Linked DNA regions of Sus scrofa: region 1 is linked to region 2. A link is a contact called in public Hi-C data. All regions are on one chromosome and are shown on one strand. The core of a region is the stretch at or near the end of the contact, and the rest is flanking DNA. Distances in the headings are between cores, read along the strand shown. Region 1 overlaps TCF7 (transcription factor 7). Region 2 overlaps LOC110259481 (a long non-coding RNA gene).

What was found. Hi-C and Micro-C count contacts between places; a contact is called where the count stands out from the background.
Region 1: a contact with region 2 is called in a Hi-C map of liver, with 2.1 times the contacts expected there. The contact joins two enhancer-like sites. A contact is called at or near these places in 3 of 5 promoter capture datasets (fetal liver, fetal skeletal muscle and liver), 22 of 47 Hi-C or Micro-C datasets (alveolar macrophages, blood, brain and 10 more) and 1 of 2 datasets of contacts at active chromatin or transcription factors (skeletal muscle).

What each region holds. Positions count from the first base shown.
Region 1 is chr2:136,443,234-136,447,212 of Sscrofa11.1, forward strand. It overlaps TCF7 (transcription factor 7), which reads left to right. Exons shown (of 10, transcript XR_002341911.1): 4 at 2,555-2,663; 5 at 3,497-3,587. Among named protein-coding and RNA genes, the nearest start is that of TCF7, 22 kb to the left of the region's middle. Within about 2 kb of position 2,013, at least 20 of the 83 cell types and tissues checked have an H3K27ac peak or open chromatin away from gene starts, as enhancers often do. A contact at or near this core is called in liver and omental adipose tissue, where this site is marked.
Region 2 is chr2:136,367,898-136,371,389 of Sscrofa11.1, forward strand. All of the region lies in intron 3 of LOC110259481 (a long non-coding RNA gene), which reads right to left. Among named protein-coding and RNA genes, the nearest start is that of VDAC1, 49 kb to the left of the region's middle. Within about 2 kb of position 2,099, at least 9 of the 83 cell types and tissues checked have an H3K27ac peak or open chromatin away from gene starts, as enhancers often do. A contact at or near this core is called in liver and omental adipose tissue, where this site is marked.

The DNA of each region.
Region 1 (3,979 bases), core at 763-3,262, 75 kb after region 2:
TTTGAAGCTCTGAGCCTGGATGAGAGCAGCCTGGGCGGTAAGGATAGATGGAGAACTGAGGAGCCAAGCTTGGCTTCGGTCAGGAAGAGGATGGAGAGTTAGGAAGAGGGCCGGGGGGAGTGGAGTGGCCTCTGAGTTGAGAGGAAACCCGGCGAGTGTGGCATCCTGCAGTCCCGGAGAAGGAACGGCAGCAAGCAGGGAGGAGAAATGAGCTCTGCGCGGTGCTGCCGAGGAGGCAGGTAAAATGGAGACAGAGAACTGAGCCGAGTTCGGAGACAGGTCACAGGGGACCTTGACAGGTCATCTGGTGAAGTGATGGGGCAAGAGACTGCCATGGATGAGAGCAAGGACTCGAGGCGGCGGATGGGGACAGCTCTGCTGTCTGCAGTAAAGGGAAGCAAGCCATGAGGTGGCAGCTAGAGGATTTACAGCTGGGAGAAGTGGCAACTTGTTGGTACCCTGGTGGGAAGCGGTTTGGGCTTGCAGAGTGCTTGGGATGGTGCCTGGCATGTGGCAAGTACTCAGTATGTGCAGGAGTCCTGTGCCACGCATACCCCACACCTGCCCTGGCCTACTCCTCCCTCGCCTCTTGCTAGCCACCTGCAGGCCTGGACATCCCGCCTTCCACCTTCCATTCCCCCCACGCTCCCAGCCTGATACAGGAGTGTTGGGGTCAGTGCTGGGGATCAAGGAAGACCTGAGAGTGACTGGAGCGCCCCCAGCTCACTCAGGAAGCCTGGCCTTCAGACAGCAACAGGGAAGTCCCAGCAATCAAGGCCAGGGGACAGCACGGCCCTGTCGTCTCCGAGTGATGCTGCAAGTGGCTACCATCTCAGGGCAAACCCCTTTTGGTGCAATGAGACCAAAGCGCCTGGCCCATGGGAGGCCTGGCACCAGAGGGCTGGGGGGACACTGTGAGTAGCACTTCCTCTGTGCAGTTCGGGGTGAGTGAGGGGCTTCTTACACTTCCCTTCCTCGTGACACTTGGGTACCTGAGCTCTGGGGTGCTGTCTGGCTTTATCCTCCCAGCAGCCATTTGAGACAAGGTCATGGCTGCTCAGCTATTGTAGTAAATTAGATGCAGGAACTGCTGTGGTGGCAGAACCTCTTCAAGGCTGAGGGATGCTCCCCTGCCCTGCTTCAGGAGGCCAGGAGGGGGCTCTGGTCACAAGGAAGGCATCGGGCTCAGGAAGTGGCTGTGGCACCACATCCATGCCAGCTGCAGAGGAGCCACCACTGTTAGAACATCACCTGCTGAGGGCTTAAGGACAGAAGGCAGGCTGGTTAGCCCTGGTATTTGAGCTTCTCCTCGTGGGCAGATGGGTGAGCGGGGACTGGTAGGTGGCAATGTCAGCAACTTCACCAAGCCCCGAGGGGAAGAGAGGCTCCACTGGAGGCAGCGATGTGGGCAAGCTGGTGCCAGGGCTGTTGCTGGGAGGTGTGGGATCTTCTGCCCACCTGGGAGCCCCTTGCTGCACCCGCTGTGGCTCATCCCTGCCCTTGCCTCCAGCCTCACCCAGACCCGTAAGAGCAGTACCAAGGGACCTGTGCCAGGCTCCTTACCAAGAGCTACCCTGACCTTCCCCAGCCCTGGTGATAAAGGGGTCTTGAACCCCATCCATTTCACAGAGAGGAAACTGGGCCCCAGAGACGTCAAGGCGTCTGACTAAATTCACCCAGTGAGAAATTTCACCTACAGGGTGAGCAGGAGCCTAGACCGCAGCCTTTCCTGACTGTCTTGCCCCAGAGGTAGCCTGTTGCTCTCGTGCCATGGCTCAGAGGTCACTGGACTGTGCCCCAGCCAGCAGCACCCCCACAGGTGGACTCTTCCCCGTGGAAGGTGACCTGGCGCTGCAGATGATGCCTGCAGGGCACTGGCCAGCGCGGGCGCGGGCACGCACTGCGGGTACACAGGCCAGGCCTCGGTTCTGAGCGCACACTCCTTGTTGCTGGGCCTACGGGGAGCCCCCTTCACAGCCTGAACGTGAGTCATCTCATGACAGATCCATGTGACTATAGTGTAAAAAGTAAGAGTCCTGCGGTGCTGAGGCAACAGGAAGTGCGGAGGCCGGGTGCGCTGGCCCTGGAGGGAGCCTGGCTACACCCAGTGCCACCTTGCCTACCTCCCCTGACTTCGAGCTGGTGGTTCCAGAGGTTCCGGCTCAAGCCCCTCAGTCTGGGGGCTAGAGGAGGAGGAGAGCAAGCCCCAGGCTGCCCTGGAGCTCAGGAGGCTCGTGACCAGCTCGCCAGATCAGACATAGGGCCTCAGAGAAACTGAGAGACCTCAGCCAAGGAGACAGAAAGAATTTCTTCCTCAAGGGTCTTCTAGGAGGCTCTCTAGGAGGCTGGACTGCTTGGGAAAGTTGGGGCCAGGGGAAGGGGCAGGACGGCAGGGCCACCAGACACCGGGTGGCCTGGGGCGGGGGGCTGTCCACTGAGGCCTGTGGTTTTGGCCACCTCCACTTTCCTTTGGGGGTTGGTCTGCCCACACACAGCGATCTGGCACCCTTCCTCCTTCAGGTCCCCCCATTCACCCACCCTCCTTGTTTCGCAGCACAAAGCCAGTCAGCCTTCCCACGGCGTCCCCCAGCTCTCTCCTCTCTATGAACATTTCAGCAGTCCGCACCCCACACCTGCACCAGCTGACATCAGCCAGAAGCAAGGTATGGACCCTGGATGGGGAGGAGCCCAAGGATACCCAGAGCCAGAGAGTGGGAGGCTCAAGTCCCTGCCCCCTCAGGCCAGGTGGCTGGACCCTTCCTACAAATGGAGAACCTGGGGCTGTGCAAACCCCCCCCCCCCGCCAATGCCAAAAAGAATGAGCCTGAGGGTACCAAAGGGTCAGGGATGGTGGTACCAGGTCAAAATTTGAAGGCTTCAGGTTAACGTAGGAGCCGAAATCCTGAACAAGCCCTGGGTGCCAGCCTGGGAGTGGGCCTGTGTGTGAAGCTGATAAACACACAACGTGTAGTCTTTCCCTCCCCCAGTGAGAAAATGGAAAGTGGTGGTTGTGATGGCTGATTCACCTCAGCCTCAGGCAGAGTCATTCTGAAATCCGCCAGTGTCGCTGTGGGAAACCTGCTGACTCAAGCCTGGGAAGGAGGAGGAAAGGGGAAAGGGTGGAGCCCTGGCTCCCCAGGCCAGGGGGTCTGCCTCCGGCCCAGAAGGCTAAGCAGGAGCCCCCAGCAGAGGCCCCAGTTGCAGACCAGCATCCTGCTGAGAGGTGGCGAGATCTGGCCTCCCACTCCTGAATGACTCCCACTCTGCCACTGGCCAGCCACTGTCCTTAAGCAAGTCACCCAAACCCCCTGTCCTTGATGCCCCTGGGCTCCAGACGGGGCACTGTTATCATCCTGGCATGGCCCTGGACGAACTCGTCTGTCCAGTCCTCTGGCACAGGGAGGTGGGATCTGAAGAGGCCTCACAGGAAGCTCGAGGATGTAAGCGCGTGGCCTCAGGTCAGGCTAGCTCACTTACTCGGCCCCTCTCACTGCAGGAGTTCACAGGCCGCTGCAGACCCCTGACCTCTCCGGCTTCTACTCTCTGACCTCGGGCAGCATGGGACAGCTCCCCCACACTGTCAGCTGGTGAGTGAGGGCCCCGTGGGAAAGGGGCACCTTGCGGTGGTTGGACCCACAGCTGCCCTTCAGTTTTTCTTCTCCAACCTTCTGCGCCAAGCCCCTGCGGCCGGCTCTGTGTGGGCACCAGGGCCAGCCAGACACACACCCGTGGGAAGGCCAGAGACCGAGCTGCTGGTCCAGCCCTGTGGCACTTCAACTCTACCGTAATGTCTAGACTCGAGCGAGGGGACTCTGGGCCATATGAGTATGTGAGGAAAAAGCAGGCCGAGCCAGGAGGTGGCAGTATGCTTGGCTGCAAGAGAGGCTGTTGCTTCTCAGGGGCCTGGTGGACGGGGGATACTTCCACGTGCCTCAGTGTCTCCTGGTGCCTGGTCCTGTCCTTAGCCGAGATGCCTGAA
Region 2 (3,492 bases), core at 849-3,348:
TCCTCAATCACTGCATGTTTAGTTATTTTTCTGCTTTTCCCCTTCTTTGTATAAATAATTCTACACTAGACAACTTTCTGCAAAACCAAACTCCGTATTGAAGTTCTATTCATTAGCAAAGGCTCCCCAGAAGGTGAATGACTGGTTCAAGTGGTGCGTTTTTAAAGCTTGGGAGGCATGTTTTCCCTTCAATTACGTTTTGGGGTTTTTTTGTTTGTTATCCATATGGAAATATAAATGTATTCAATCCACCACCTACTCGTCTCTTTTCGCATCCACTGTTTGCATATTTGAAACACCTTCCCTTGGCAGAGCCGTTAAGACCTGTATTTTCTAGCGGTTGCACAGTTTCCTTTAAATTATTCAACGCTTTGGTTCTTCAGTGCCTCCTTTGGGGGATGTGCTAGAGAGAGGCCCCCCCATTTACACTTCCAAGCCCCCTCAGGAATCCCCCCTCCTCCAGGCAGCGGGAAGATGAAAGGGAATGCCAAATAAGGAGACTGAGAAATTCTTCCGATGTTCTCCTAATTACAGGGGAAGCAGCGCCCCTTCGTCTACACATCAATGACTCGCTCCCGAGGTCATCCCTGTCTTTTTGGAAGCGTCTAAGGTGCTCTGGTGGACCTGGCGGTTAAGGCCCAACTGTCCTGATAAGAACGGACTTAAGAAACTTCTTGACACCACGTTGTGAATCCACGATCCTTCAGTAAAATAGAGGGCTTTTTTTAAAACTCCTGGAAAAACTCACAGGATTCAAAAAAAAAAAGTCTTCACCTGGAATATGAGAACTATATCAAATGAGGGATGAGCGCGCTCCTGAGCACACGGAAGAAGGGACTTTGGGCAAGGGGGCGGGGAGTCGGTGCGGGGAAGGGGGTGGGACCCAGCTGGATAAAGACCTCCCACCCCCGCAGCGGAGGAATCAAGTGGGGAGGTGGCGGCTGGACGCTCCGGGAAGCCGCGCCCGTCTCTCCATCCCCCGCGCAGGACGCCTGCAGGATTCTGGCTGCCCACGCGTGCAGTGCGTGGGCTGTGCGCTGCAGGAGGGCTCGCTCAGAGGAGCCAGGGAGGCGGCCATCCAGCCGGCACCGCCTCCCCCCCCCGCCCCCCGCGAGCTGGGAGGACCGAGCACCTTCGTCCGATTTTGTCCAAGGTGCCAAAAGGGCTGGCAGCTGCCCGGACTGCCCCAGTGAGGTGTCGGAGTCCGGGACAGGAGCCAGGAGGCCGGGCCCTGGCTCCGACTCGACCAGGGCTCTCTGGAGGGGAACCTGAAATACCCTGTCTGGGCCTGAGGCTCCCCCATCTAGCTGATGCGGGGCGGCGGGGGCTCCCCGATTCCCACGGTCCCATAGAGCTCTGTGCTCTGAAGTGGAGCCCGGTGTCAGAGTCTACGAGCAGCCCTTGCCGTGCCCACTGCGCGGGGTGGGAGGGAAGCACGAGGGTGCTTGTCCAGGTCAGGGCCACCCAGAACCAGCCTTCTTCCACCGCAAGGGCTGTTTCAGAGCCATGTGCACTCTGGTGTGGGCTCAGATCCCCGCAAGTTGCCGTGCCCTCTCAGCTCCCTTTTGAGGGCTTGATTCTTTGTCAGAGCCTTGTTGAGTCAGTCGGCCGGTGCCCGGTGCGCACCAGCTGGGTGTGATGCCAGCTGTACCGTCTCCCTTTCCTCCGCCTGCAGCAGAGAGTAGGAAACGCAACACAGCATATTGAGCGCCGGCGCCGGCAGGGTGATGTGCTGACTCGGGAACTCTGACCCGTGGGCCCAGGGCCACGCTGCCCTGTGTTGCAAGTTAAGGAACAGGCTCCAAACCCCAAATGCAAAATACTTAACCAAGCAGGAGGCAAACTCAGATCATGCCGACGACTCCAAACCGAGGCTTTCATGACCTTTCCACCGCTTTGGCAGGTGGGGAAACAGAAGCAGAGTCCTTGCCTCGCCCCCCAGGCAGTCAGTAGAGAGGTGAATTTCAGTTTATTCTAAGCCGGCCCCTACTCTATTCGCCATCCCCCTCACCATCACGCCCCCCCCCCACAAGCCTGGGAGGTTCTGCCTTTTGTCAATTTCCCATGGCTCTACTGGCCATTGCCCAGCCCTCCACCACTCCCTATGCCCTTCCCCTGAGCCTGGCCAGGGCCCAGTGCTCCGGGAGAAGGCCTGGTGCCCATCCTGTAGGAAGAAGCTCAGTGCGTGGCAAAGTGGGGCTGGAAGAAGCCCTCTGAGTGAGGGTGGCGTGGAGGTTGTGCGCTCCATGCCACCTGCCTGAGGCCACATTCCAGGGCAGGAAGGGGGCTAGGCCTTCCTGCACAGATGGGCAGGTTCTTCCTTCCAACCTCCAGTTTGCTGGACAACTTGGGCAACGCAGCCAGCATCTCTGTGCCACTGCCAGATCACAGCCCACCTGCTGTAGCGGATTTTCACCTGACCCCTGCTGCCTCACCTGGGAAAGATGCGTTCTTCCTAAACCACACGTCAACCAGGCAGGAACAGTGCTTCTTTCCCTTTTTATCTTGATGGGGGATTCCACCCTGCATTGGCATTTACTCATGGGCATTAAAAATATGCAGAACAGAGTCCAGCAGAGAAGTTATGACTTCCTGCAGTTTGCAAAACTAAGAGGGAGGAACAATTGGCTCCTTTGTTGCAAAGACTGCTGTTTGTCACCAACAATGGCATTCTTAAGGAATTATGATATTAAAGATTTAATAGCCATTTGATGCATGTAGTAAACCCTTCCCATTACGGCATTTTCTGGAAAGCGCTGTCTTCGTCTGTTACAGGAATTTACCAAGTGTCTTTTAATTAAGTCCGCTCTCAATGAGACACCTCCTCGGTGCAGTCATTTTCTGAATGAAGCTCCCCCGAAGTACTAATTAGTTTGTTTTTAATGCTTAATTGATGCTGCCAACGTGGTGGTTAGGGTGAGGCTGACCTGCTGGAACTGGATGAGGCAAATCTGAGCAGGGGTGATCTCTCCGGCCTGGAGAAATGGAGGGGTTTCATTGCCCCCAAACTCCTCAATTACCGCTGAACTGACCCCAGACCCAGGAAAGGCCTCAGCCCATGGCCCTGCTCGGGATGAACCCAAGGAAGCCACTTACTCTGCACAGGAGTGGGCAGGTGAGCTGCCTTGGTTGGGAGTAGCTGCTGCATCACTAGAGGCCTTGGTAGGAAAGTGGACTGGGGGACCTCAGAGGTCCCTTCCCCCGGCGTCCCTCTGATGGGTCCTTCATTATTCATTGCCCTGTTGCTGACCAAACAGCTATTAGGTCCTCCTCTGTGCTTGTGAGTGAGGAGCAAAAAGAGGCAGGATCCCGTCTGGTGCAACTGCGTGGGGCAGAGCTGGGGGGGTGGGGAGCGATAACCGGTGTCAAGAGCCACAAAGGAGACAGGCCAGGGGCAGCACATGCCTGGGAGGGTTGGAGCCTAGACCTGGGGAGTGGTGTAGGGATGGGAATTAGACCCAGCTGTGGCACCTGCTGGGCGATTTGACCTCA